Regions from separate parts of the Mus musculus genome. Here region 1 is linked to region 2. Evidence: chromatin contacts called from public HiChIP or PLAC-seq data. All regions are on one chromosome and are shown on one strand. Each heading gives the region's core, a stretch centred on a gene start, on an enhancer-like site or on the middle of the called end of the contact. The rest is flanking DNA. Distances are from core to core; before and after follow the strand shown.

Evidence for each region. HiChIP or PLAC-seq counts read pairs in DNA pulled down with a chosen protein or histone mark.
Region 1: a contact with region 2 is called in an H3K27ac HiChIP or PLAC-seq map of embryonic stem cells, with 6 times the contacts expected there. The contact joins the promoter of Thap4 here to the enhancer-like site in region 2. A contact is called at or near these places in 1 of 39 promoter capture datasets (pre-B cells), 2 of 115 datasets of contacts at active chromatin or transcription factors (embryonic stem cells and pro-B cells) and 2 of 9 other capture datasets (embryonic stem cells and liver).

What each region holds. Positions count from the first base shown.
Region 1 is chr1:93,752,764-93,757,300 of GRCm38.p6, reverse strand. It overlaps Thap4 (THAP domain containing 4), which reads left to right and starts at 2,463. Exons shown (of 6, transcript NM_025920.3): 1 at 2,463-2,844. The coding sequence starts at 2,768. Atg4b (autophagy related 4B, cysteine peptidase) reads right to left here and starts at 2,396. Exons shown (of 13, transcript NM_174874.4): 1 at 2,247-2,396. The coding sequence starts at 2,256.
Region 2 is chr1:93,196,341-93,200,834 of GRCm38.p6, reverse strand. It overlaps Crocc2 (ciliary rootlet coiled-coil, rootletin family member 2), which reads right to left. Exons shown (of 32, transcript NM_001310428.1): 16 at 2,175-2,368. Among named protein-coding and RNA genes, the nearest start is that of Crocc2, 30 kb to the right of the region's middle. Within about 2 kb of position 2,709, at least 8 of the 459 cell types and tissues checked have an H3K27ac peak or open chromatin away from gene starts, as enhancers often do. A contact at or near this core is called in embryonic stem cells, where this site is marked.

The DNA.
Region 1 (4,537 bases), core at 1,214-3,713, 560 kb before region 2:
GGCCAGCCTGACCTACAGAGTGAGTTCTAAGACAGCCAGAGCTGCACAGAAACCCATCTCCAAAACCAACCAACAGTGTAGGCACATGTCTGCATGTGGGCATGTGAGTGTGGTGCCCTAGGCACTGGGTCCCCTGGACTAGAGTCCCGGGGATTATGGGCTACCTAACATAGGTACTAGGAACTGAACTGGTCTTCTAGAAGACCAGTAAGTTAGTTCTCTAACCACTGAACCATCTCTCCAGTCCTCCAGCTCACTGAACTCCTGGGGCATGAACCTCCATGCCACTTTGTTTTTGGTTTAGTTTTTGGTTTAGTCTCGACAAGAATGTACTTTCACAGAGCATGGGGTAGGTGTACTTAAGATGGGATGGAGGGGAGTAGGGGAAGGGGAAAATAATGAATTATCCAAAAAAACCTTTAAATATGCTTCCAAAGTGAGATTTGTTTTTGTCCATCCTGCTACAGTTCCAGTCACCTATAACCTAGCCCACATCACTCTCCCATATAAGCACCATCCAGGCCTATATACTTCTGGTCTCCTGTAGAGAATGTCAGGGGCCTCAGACAGCATTTCTTTTCCTTTGTCCATTTTTCTAGTCCAATGTCTAGATTGAAACTCCTGATACCCAATAACAAATGTAGTTTATAAAAAGATCAAGGTAGGTAGGGCAGGATGGCTCACACTTTTTAAGTCCAGCACTTCAAGGCCAGCCTGATCTACATCCTGAGTTCTAGTACAGTGAGGGTTTTGTGGAGAGATACTGCTGAGAGAGAAAGAGAGAGAAAACACACAAACACAGCACACACAATTATAAGAATAACCAGAAGCAACATTACAAGGGTGGTGGGAGATCAGAAGGTAGATCATAAAATGCCACCCAGAATTATATCAGGAGAAAAATTGCACCATCATACTGTATTTAAAAAAAAGTGTTTTATCACCATTAACACAAGTCTTCAAACACAGATGTCTTTTGAGTTTGATCTCACAGCAGCATTAAACACCCACTTAATTTCAGCATTGGGGATGTACAAGCAAGCAGATATATTTCTGTGAGTCTTGGGTCAGCATGGTCTACATATTAGACAAGACTAAACAGTGAGGCCTTGTCTTTAAAAAAAAAAGTGGGGGAGAGGATAATTAAGTAATTCAATGTATTATCCCATTCCACACCTCCAAGAGGCACTGTGGTGTGACAGCTTCAGTTATTCATTCTAAAAAAAAAAAAAAAATGAATTATCTTAAAAAAATATACACCTGGCTCATGCATCTTGGGGAGTCAACGTTCCTGCTTCCTCCAGCTACGGATGCCATAAACTGCTGAAATGTGTATTAACTGTAGGCATTACTCCCAAGTAAGAGCCGACTACTTCTCTAACACAGCTGTCAGAAGAAAACCATCAAAAGCAACGCCATTCAAGAAAAGTACAATGAAATCAGGTAGCAGGACTCCTTCACAAAGGAGTGGATTCTTGAAGGCAGGTCGCTCTTAAATTAAAAAAAGGAAAAAAGAAAAAGAAAACCAAAAAAAAAAAAAAAAACCCGCTAACGCTGCTGAGGGAATGAGAGAACCTCTGTTGGGGGTGGGGTGGGGTGGAATGGGGTGGGGTGGGTATTTTTAGGGCTATTAGCAAACAACTTATTTGATAGATTTGCATCTCCAAGACTTCTGGCCAACATAAACAAAGAACCGCACTCTCCAGCTTCAGAAGCAAGAGTCAGTTAAAAACAAACAAACAAACAAACAAACAAAACCCACCCACACTTAACCCAGTATTAGGACCTCAAGAAGTCAAAGTAGCATGTGACTGATCCGCTGTCAGAACAGGAGCGGGGCTCACCTACACAGGTTATTGAACTTCAAAGACAAAAGATGTGCATGTTGTGGTAGCTGGACCAGCGGCCAACAACTTGACAGAAGTTAAAGAGGTCGGCTCTTCAATGGACACCGCAAGGCCCACCCTCGCGGCGCACCGGTCCTCTCCGGGCACCAGGGTGCCCGCGTCCTGATGCGTCCCTCAGACTCCCTGCCCTCACGCCCGCAGCCGCGAGCCCACAGGCTGGGACGCTCCCCGAGGGCCGCGGCCGAGCGCCGGAGGCCGAGGCGCTGACGAGTGGCCCCGCGAACCCGGTACTGAGCGCTGCGGGGAGGCGCGGCCCGCCCAGCCCAACACACCGGCCTCCGCCCCAGCGGGCGGCCACGGGAGCCCGCCCGCGACAGGGCAGGCGTCCGCCCTCCTTACCTGCGTCCATCTTCCCTGTCCGGCTGCCGACTGACCGTGCCGTCGCTCCGACGGACTACTGCGCGACACGGCGACGGGAAGCCGCGGCAGCCAAGCGCGGCGCAGCGGAAGCGCGGGCGTCGCCATCTCGCCGTACGGCGGTGGGCACGCGGGGGGTGGGGCCTCGGCGCGTGTGGTTCCTAACCGGACGCGGCCGCCCCGCCCCCGGCCCGCGCCGCCGCTTCGGAACACCCGGGAGCCGGCCCGAGCTGCGCTCCTCCGGCGCCGCCATCTTTCCGTACAGACAGCCACCCGCGCATGTCTCGGTACGGACTCACCGCCCGCTGCGGCCGCGACGCCGGCGCCGTGGCCGGGCAGTCCGAGCGCAGCGTGGTGCGGGCGGCAGCGCGCAGCCATCTTGCCGTACGGCTCGGCCGCGGCCCACGTCCCGAGCTGTGTCGCCGCGCTCCCTCGGGGCGGGTCGGGCCAGCGGGCGGGCGGCAAGGATCGGAGCCTGGCGGCGCTCACGACCGAGGCCCGCAATGGTGATCTGCTGCGCGGCCGTGAACTGTTCCAACAGGCAGGGCAAGGGCGAGAAACGCGCTGTCTCCTTCCACAGGTACGCGGCCCGCCTCCGGGTCCGCCACGCCCCCGCCCTGGCCGGGGCCCGCGGGGAAACTGAGGCCGCGCGGCGGGCCGAGCTCCGGGGACCGGGAGTGGGGGGCCGGCTAACCGAGGGTAACTGTGGGAGGTGGACGGGTCGTGGAGCTTTATGACCTTGGCTTGGACCGCCGGCTTTGGGGACCAGCACGGCCATGCCTCGGGCAGAGCGGCCGGAGGCCCCCTCCGCCACCTCCACCAACGGGCGTCGCACTGATTTGGGCTGGCCCTGCCAATTTCAGGAGTATTCTGCAAGGGCGCCTTCTCAGGTTAATCCTGATCTTTGCTTTCGGGCAGTTCTCCACTCTTGCCTCGGCGGGGCAAGCCCGCCCGGAGGTGTGTGGCAGGAGTGCGGCCCGGCGCACGCAGCTCTACTTCCTGCATCCATAGCCCTCATCGCCTTCCTATGGGGTCCTGCGGCCCAGGCACTGGCACCGATCACCTCCCGCATCCTGCACTCTGGCAGAGGCCCGGGGGATGACCGTGGAAAGGGCTTTCCAGGGGGTTCTCGGTGGCCCTTGTGCGGGCCGCGCCTTCCAAAGGCTTTCGAGACTCCCTCAGTTGGTCCTCTCCTGTGATTTCCAACAGGAGTGAACAGCGAGCGAAGGGACTCTGCCTTGGAAGTCACTTCGCACATCCTGCCACCTCTTAGTACTTGGTGTTAAAATTTAAAGATGGGAATGGCACGTATCTGTTGAAAGTTCACAGGGTTACATTAAGTCTCCAGTCCTTAAGACCTGGTTCAAAACAAAACCTAGTAACGTTAAACAATCTTACAAGTCAACCAGAATGTTTCCGTAACAATTTCACATAGAACATGCCCCAGAAGTTTTGTTAACAGTTGAAAATGAGGCAGTGTTGCAAGGACTGATGTTGGCTTCCCCATGTTCTAACATGGTATATGGGTAGACAGTGCCCAAATTGGGGCGGGGAAACTCCAGAAATCTAGCTCACTAAACACTGATAAAGGTTATAAGATCACATTGCTTACAACGTCCAGATCCATCCTATTAAGGCCAGTCTTGGTCCACAGCAGGTTCCTCGAGACTGGAAAAGCTCAGGTGGAGCTCTGAGCACCTGAGAAAGCCTACCATGTGTAGTCAGTTTGGTCTCACAAATCTTGCCTTAAGTGACCATTAAATAGCTTCATTAGATGAGGGAAGAAATTACTAAGCATGTTATTGAACATCTAATTTTTTTTTCCCAGTTTTCCTCTTACGACGTAAAATACTACATAAAATTTACCATTTTTGTCTTTGGGGTGTTTTGGTGTGTGTGCACAGGCACGTGTCTGTGTGTGTGTTTTGAGACAATGTCTCATTGAATTGCCTTGTTGGCCTACATCGCATTGTTTTAGTCTGCTGGTCTTGTAGACGTCCTTCCTCTGCCTCCCAAGCTCGGGAAATACTGGCATGAGCCACCAAGAACAACTGGGTTTTTTGTTTGTTTGTTCTGGTCTTTTCAGAAATCTGCCTGCCTCTGCCTTCCAAGTGCTGGAATTAAAGGGGTGGGCCACCACCACCTGGCCTTGGATTGTTTGTTTGTTTTCTTTTGAGTCAGTGTCCCTTTCCATAGCCCTGATTGTTCTGGAACTCATTTGTAGACAGGCTGGACTTGAACTCTCCTGCCTTTGCCTCCCAACTGCTAGGATT
Region 2 (4,494 bases), core at 1,460-3,959:
TGTGAAATGTACTTATCCAGGAGAGATTAGGGCCCAGGGAGATTTGAACTATGGCTAGATAGTGTCATTAATCATACAGCAGATTAACAAAGACTTAGAGGAAATCATGCCTAGTGTTAGCAAGGGAGTGCTGGGGGAGACTAAGCATGCTGACCTTGCCCTGGCAATACCTCACCCAGGTGCCAATTCTAGAGACACCTGACAGCCAGAATCAGAATGCCCACTATAGCTTTACACAGGCTGTGAGCTGCACTTGGCTGAAATGCCAGCAAAGGGGAAAATGTTGTAGTCATCACGGTGCATCTAACGCATGCAGCATCATGCGCTCAGCAAGGGAGAGATCGCCCAGGACAACCAACAGACCTAGAGTGTTGCAGGCAGTGGGGAGAAAGTAGCCTGGTGTATCTGTGTGCAGAGGTCATCGTTCAGAAAACACATGGAATGAGGTGTAGCAACCCACAACATCACCTGTGACCAACTTCCTGTGTGGGTTACTGAAAACAGCTTGACTTGCTGACGGTCAGCCCAGCAGGGACTGACTAACCCAGCACCGCCAGCATGGTTTGTCACTGAGCTCTGGCCTCACCAGGAACATTCCATAACACAGCCGCAAGGTATGCTGTCCATGGGTGGTGGGGCCAGGGCCTTTGACCGGTTTGACAGTTTCACCACAACCCCTGTATTGTTCTGAAGAGCACCAGAAACCTACCAGGACCCCTTGATGTGTGAGGGAAAAGTCCTCTGGGCCCAGGCTTCACACCCTAGAAACCTCACTGTCTGCCATGCCATACCATGTTCCTTTTGTAACACTACACATTCCCTGTTTTGTGAGCGAACATGCCCTCTGCCAGGGAGTTTTTCTCCGTTATGTGTGAACACCCTTCCTTTGAGCGGCCCTGAAGCCTCCTCATAGGAGTATGTCTGGATTTGCCTCTGAGGTCTGCTCACAGCCAGGGAACGTGAGGGTCTGTCCAGCTCCTTTTCCCGCAGAGGCTCAAGAGCATCATCTCACTGTGGTTGAAGGCAAGTGCAGAAGCCTGGTGTCACAAGGTGAAGGCACACAGGGAGTGGGTCAGCTGCGGCACAGTGTGTGGGTGGGAGCCTGGCCTCTCTCACCGTCTAAGAGCAGTCAGCACTCCGTGAATGGAGAGACGTATGGATCAGGCATGCCCCCAGCAGCCCTGCCACCAAGGCTTCTGCTGGTCATCATGGCACATTGTCTGGTGGGTCTTCAGGGCTGCCATGTACCCATGCCTCTGGGTCCAGAGGTCAAGACTGGATCCCACCTTCGGAGGGCTCTGACCAGGCTCATATGTTTCCGGGACCCAGGACCCCTCTGCTCCCATTCACCTGGGAAGCCTCCTCCAAATTTGCCTCTGGGATGTGTGCACCAGCTTTTATTAAGAGAGGGCTGTCATGAGCAGTGGAAGGTCTGGGTCCTTCTAGTTCCCCACGGCCCTAGCATCTGGAGTTCTAGAGGAGACTCTTCCAGGAAGCCCTTCAGGACTGAGAAGGCTTTGAGGAGAAAAGGCACCAGCTAGCCTTGGGTCTCTGCAGAGGCAATGGGACCAGCCTAAGCTACGCCTCCATGGGCACATTTCCAGTTTTGGTTGTTGCCCTGTTGGTTATGAGGATTCCCCTACTTCCATGTCCGGACCATGGGTGGACCCTACTCTAGATTGCACAGCTACATGCCTCTGGCTCCCAGGACTGCTAGGAAACATCTGCTAGACAGAAATTTCAGATGGACTCTCTTGTTACCTCTAGGTGTCTCCCTGGGAATGAAATCTCAGAGCCACACAGCAGAGGGAAAGGGGTCCTTGAAGTGGTAGAAGCTCTGGAAACAGTCAACCTGAAGCTCCACCCCAAACTCATATTCTTAAGGAAGAAATTGCGTATCTTTCTTTTACTGGTCTGATCTGGGTTTCTGGGTTTCTGGTTTGACAGGGTTGTCCCCCGTCTTCAGGAAGGTGACCCCAGGGCACCTCATCTAATACCGAACCACCTTACAGGCACAATGTTTTTTCTCTACACACCCCATACCATATTCCCACAGCAGACACACCCTGCCCTATGTCACTGTGCCTATATAGTACCTCTGCAGTCATAACACCATGGGCTGTCTGAGGGCAGGATCATGAGAAGTGCGCCCTGGTGAGTGGTTGCACTGGTACCTCAGATCAGCTGCCTCCTTAGTCACAAGCTCGCTATGTCTCTCCAAGGCTTCCTGCTTAGCCAGTAGTTGGGCCCGCTCCTCAGACAGTGTGTTCTTCTCATGGAGGGCTTCTTGCAGAATGTCCATCTGGGCCTCCTGGTCCTGCAGGCTCTGTGCCAGCTGCTTCTCTAGGGCCTGTTTCTTGTTTGTGACCTAGGGGAGGAAAGAGGGACCGTGTGCCACAGAGAGAGGGGTGGGGAAGGCTGCCTGGTATGGACTTTTGAGACCTCGAGGTCCACTTCCAGTAACACACTTCCTCCAAGAAGGCTACACCTCCTAATCCTTCTAATCTTTTCAAAGAGCTCCACTCACTGGAGGCTAAGCATTCAAATATATGAGCCTAAGGGGGGATATCCTCACTCAAACCATTTAATCTGTCAGTTGTTTTATCACAGTGCCTGGAAAGTAACTCATCCAGCAAGGCAGCCCAAACATGAGAGTGCCTTTGAAGCAGGGCCTGGACAGGTAAAGACAGGCTTGAAAGACAGCAAGTGCGCATTTCCACTCTGCCACACACTCCAGTCAAGTCAGCTTGACAGGCTGTGAAGCCTTAAAGCCACTTACAAGGCAGAGAGTTTCAAGGAAGCTCACCTCCTGGAGTTTTAGTGTTCTCATACTCATACTCTATTCCCGAGTTAGTCTGGTGTATGGATCTACGAGCTCTCTTTTAATATTTTATTATAAATGCCTTTAAAGATTAAATTCTGTTATAGTGTTCCAAGGTCCCAGTAGCCTGCAAGCTTGAAATCGGAGCTTGAAATCCGGCAGGAATGCAGAAAGGAAGTTACCTATTCAGTTACTAATTAAGCATTACAATAGACAGAGCCAGTGGCTCAGCTGGTCTGCAGAAAGAGCCAGGGAATCTTACTGAGATAGAAATCTTCAGTACAGGCTACATTGCATATTAAAAGCAAGTTGGTATATTCTTCTGTAGACCCAGGAAATAGGTGTTGGGGTATTGCAGTATTCATGATAAGATCTGCCAGTGCAGAACCCCTGGTGGTGGGTTTTACAATAGACTAGTTTGCACCTGGCTCCCTTCTTTTGCGGCAGCAGCCTGGTCCCCACCTTCTTTTGATGTATACATTCCTTTTGTATTGCGTCACTGTAACTTGGTGTATTGTATTTTGCCTGGTTTCTTGTTATTCCTTTGGTATAAAAAGTTTGATGCTCGACCTGACACAATACATTCAGATTCTACACAATCTCTCCTGTTGGTCTGTCTGTCATTTCCTCTGACACTTTGCCCACCTGCCCCAGAGACCCGTTCCACACAGACAAAGGGATCCAGAGGGTCTGCGGCACCACTCCATCCCGCACACCTGTGATTTTCACACTCTGGTGATATTGGAGTCACCCAGAGGCTGACTCAAAGTCTTTCTGGGCGAGTGTCTGACTCAGTGAATCTTAGATGAGCAAAAGGACTTGTGTTGTAACATATTTAAAGATCCATGTGACATTGATATGAAATGGACTGAAGACCTCAGCTAAGGCCACGTGAAAACACGGAAGGCTAACTCTTTGTCCTTGGGCTAGGTAAACCACAGGTTCTAGGAAATATGGATCATAAGATTTTTTAAAAAGTCTGGCAAGGTTGTTTAGTGCATATAATCCCAGAAGCTGGGAAAGTTAAGGCAGGAGGGTTGCTACAAGCTTGAGGCCAGTGTGGGCTACACCGTGAGTTCTAGGCTACTGCCTCAAAAGCAAAGCAAACCAAACAAAACTAATGAGTCCACCACAGCAACATAGACAATGATTAAGAATGTAAAAGAAATTTGACAAAATTAAAGTTGTATATTTTGCAAAAAGTACTGTTAAGAAAACAGAAAGACAAGATACCAGTTGGAAAAGACATTCACAGAACATCTGACAAAGTGTATTGATATATATGAGAGATTCCTACACAGACACAACCAAGATACAAAATTTACGTTCAGAAAACACACAGAAGCCTGAAAAAGACACAGATTCAACAGGTGCATGAAAATGTGCTGAGACCACTCATTACCTTGGAAACACGAATCAAAACCTCCATACATAGAATATCCTGCAGAAGATTGCTTAAAAATTAAAACAGATGATATCTAATACTCGAGGCTGAGGAGTAGCTGACAGAATGACAGAATTCACCACACTCCTCCCAATGACCGTCATAATTTCACTTGTGTGCATGTGCTCAAGAATAGTGAGAAATGGGTGTGCAAAGGCTTTCACGAGTTTTGTGTATTACAGCCTAAGCCAGAAACAGAACAGGTGTCCAACAATAGGTGTGTGAGAAA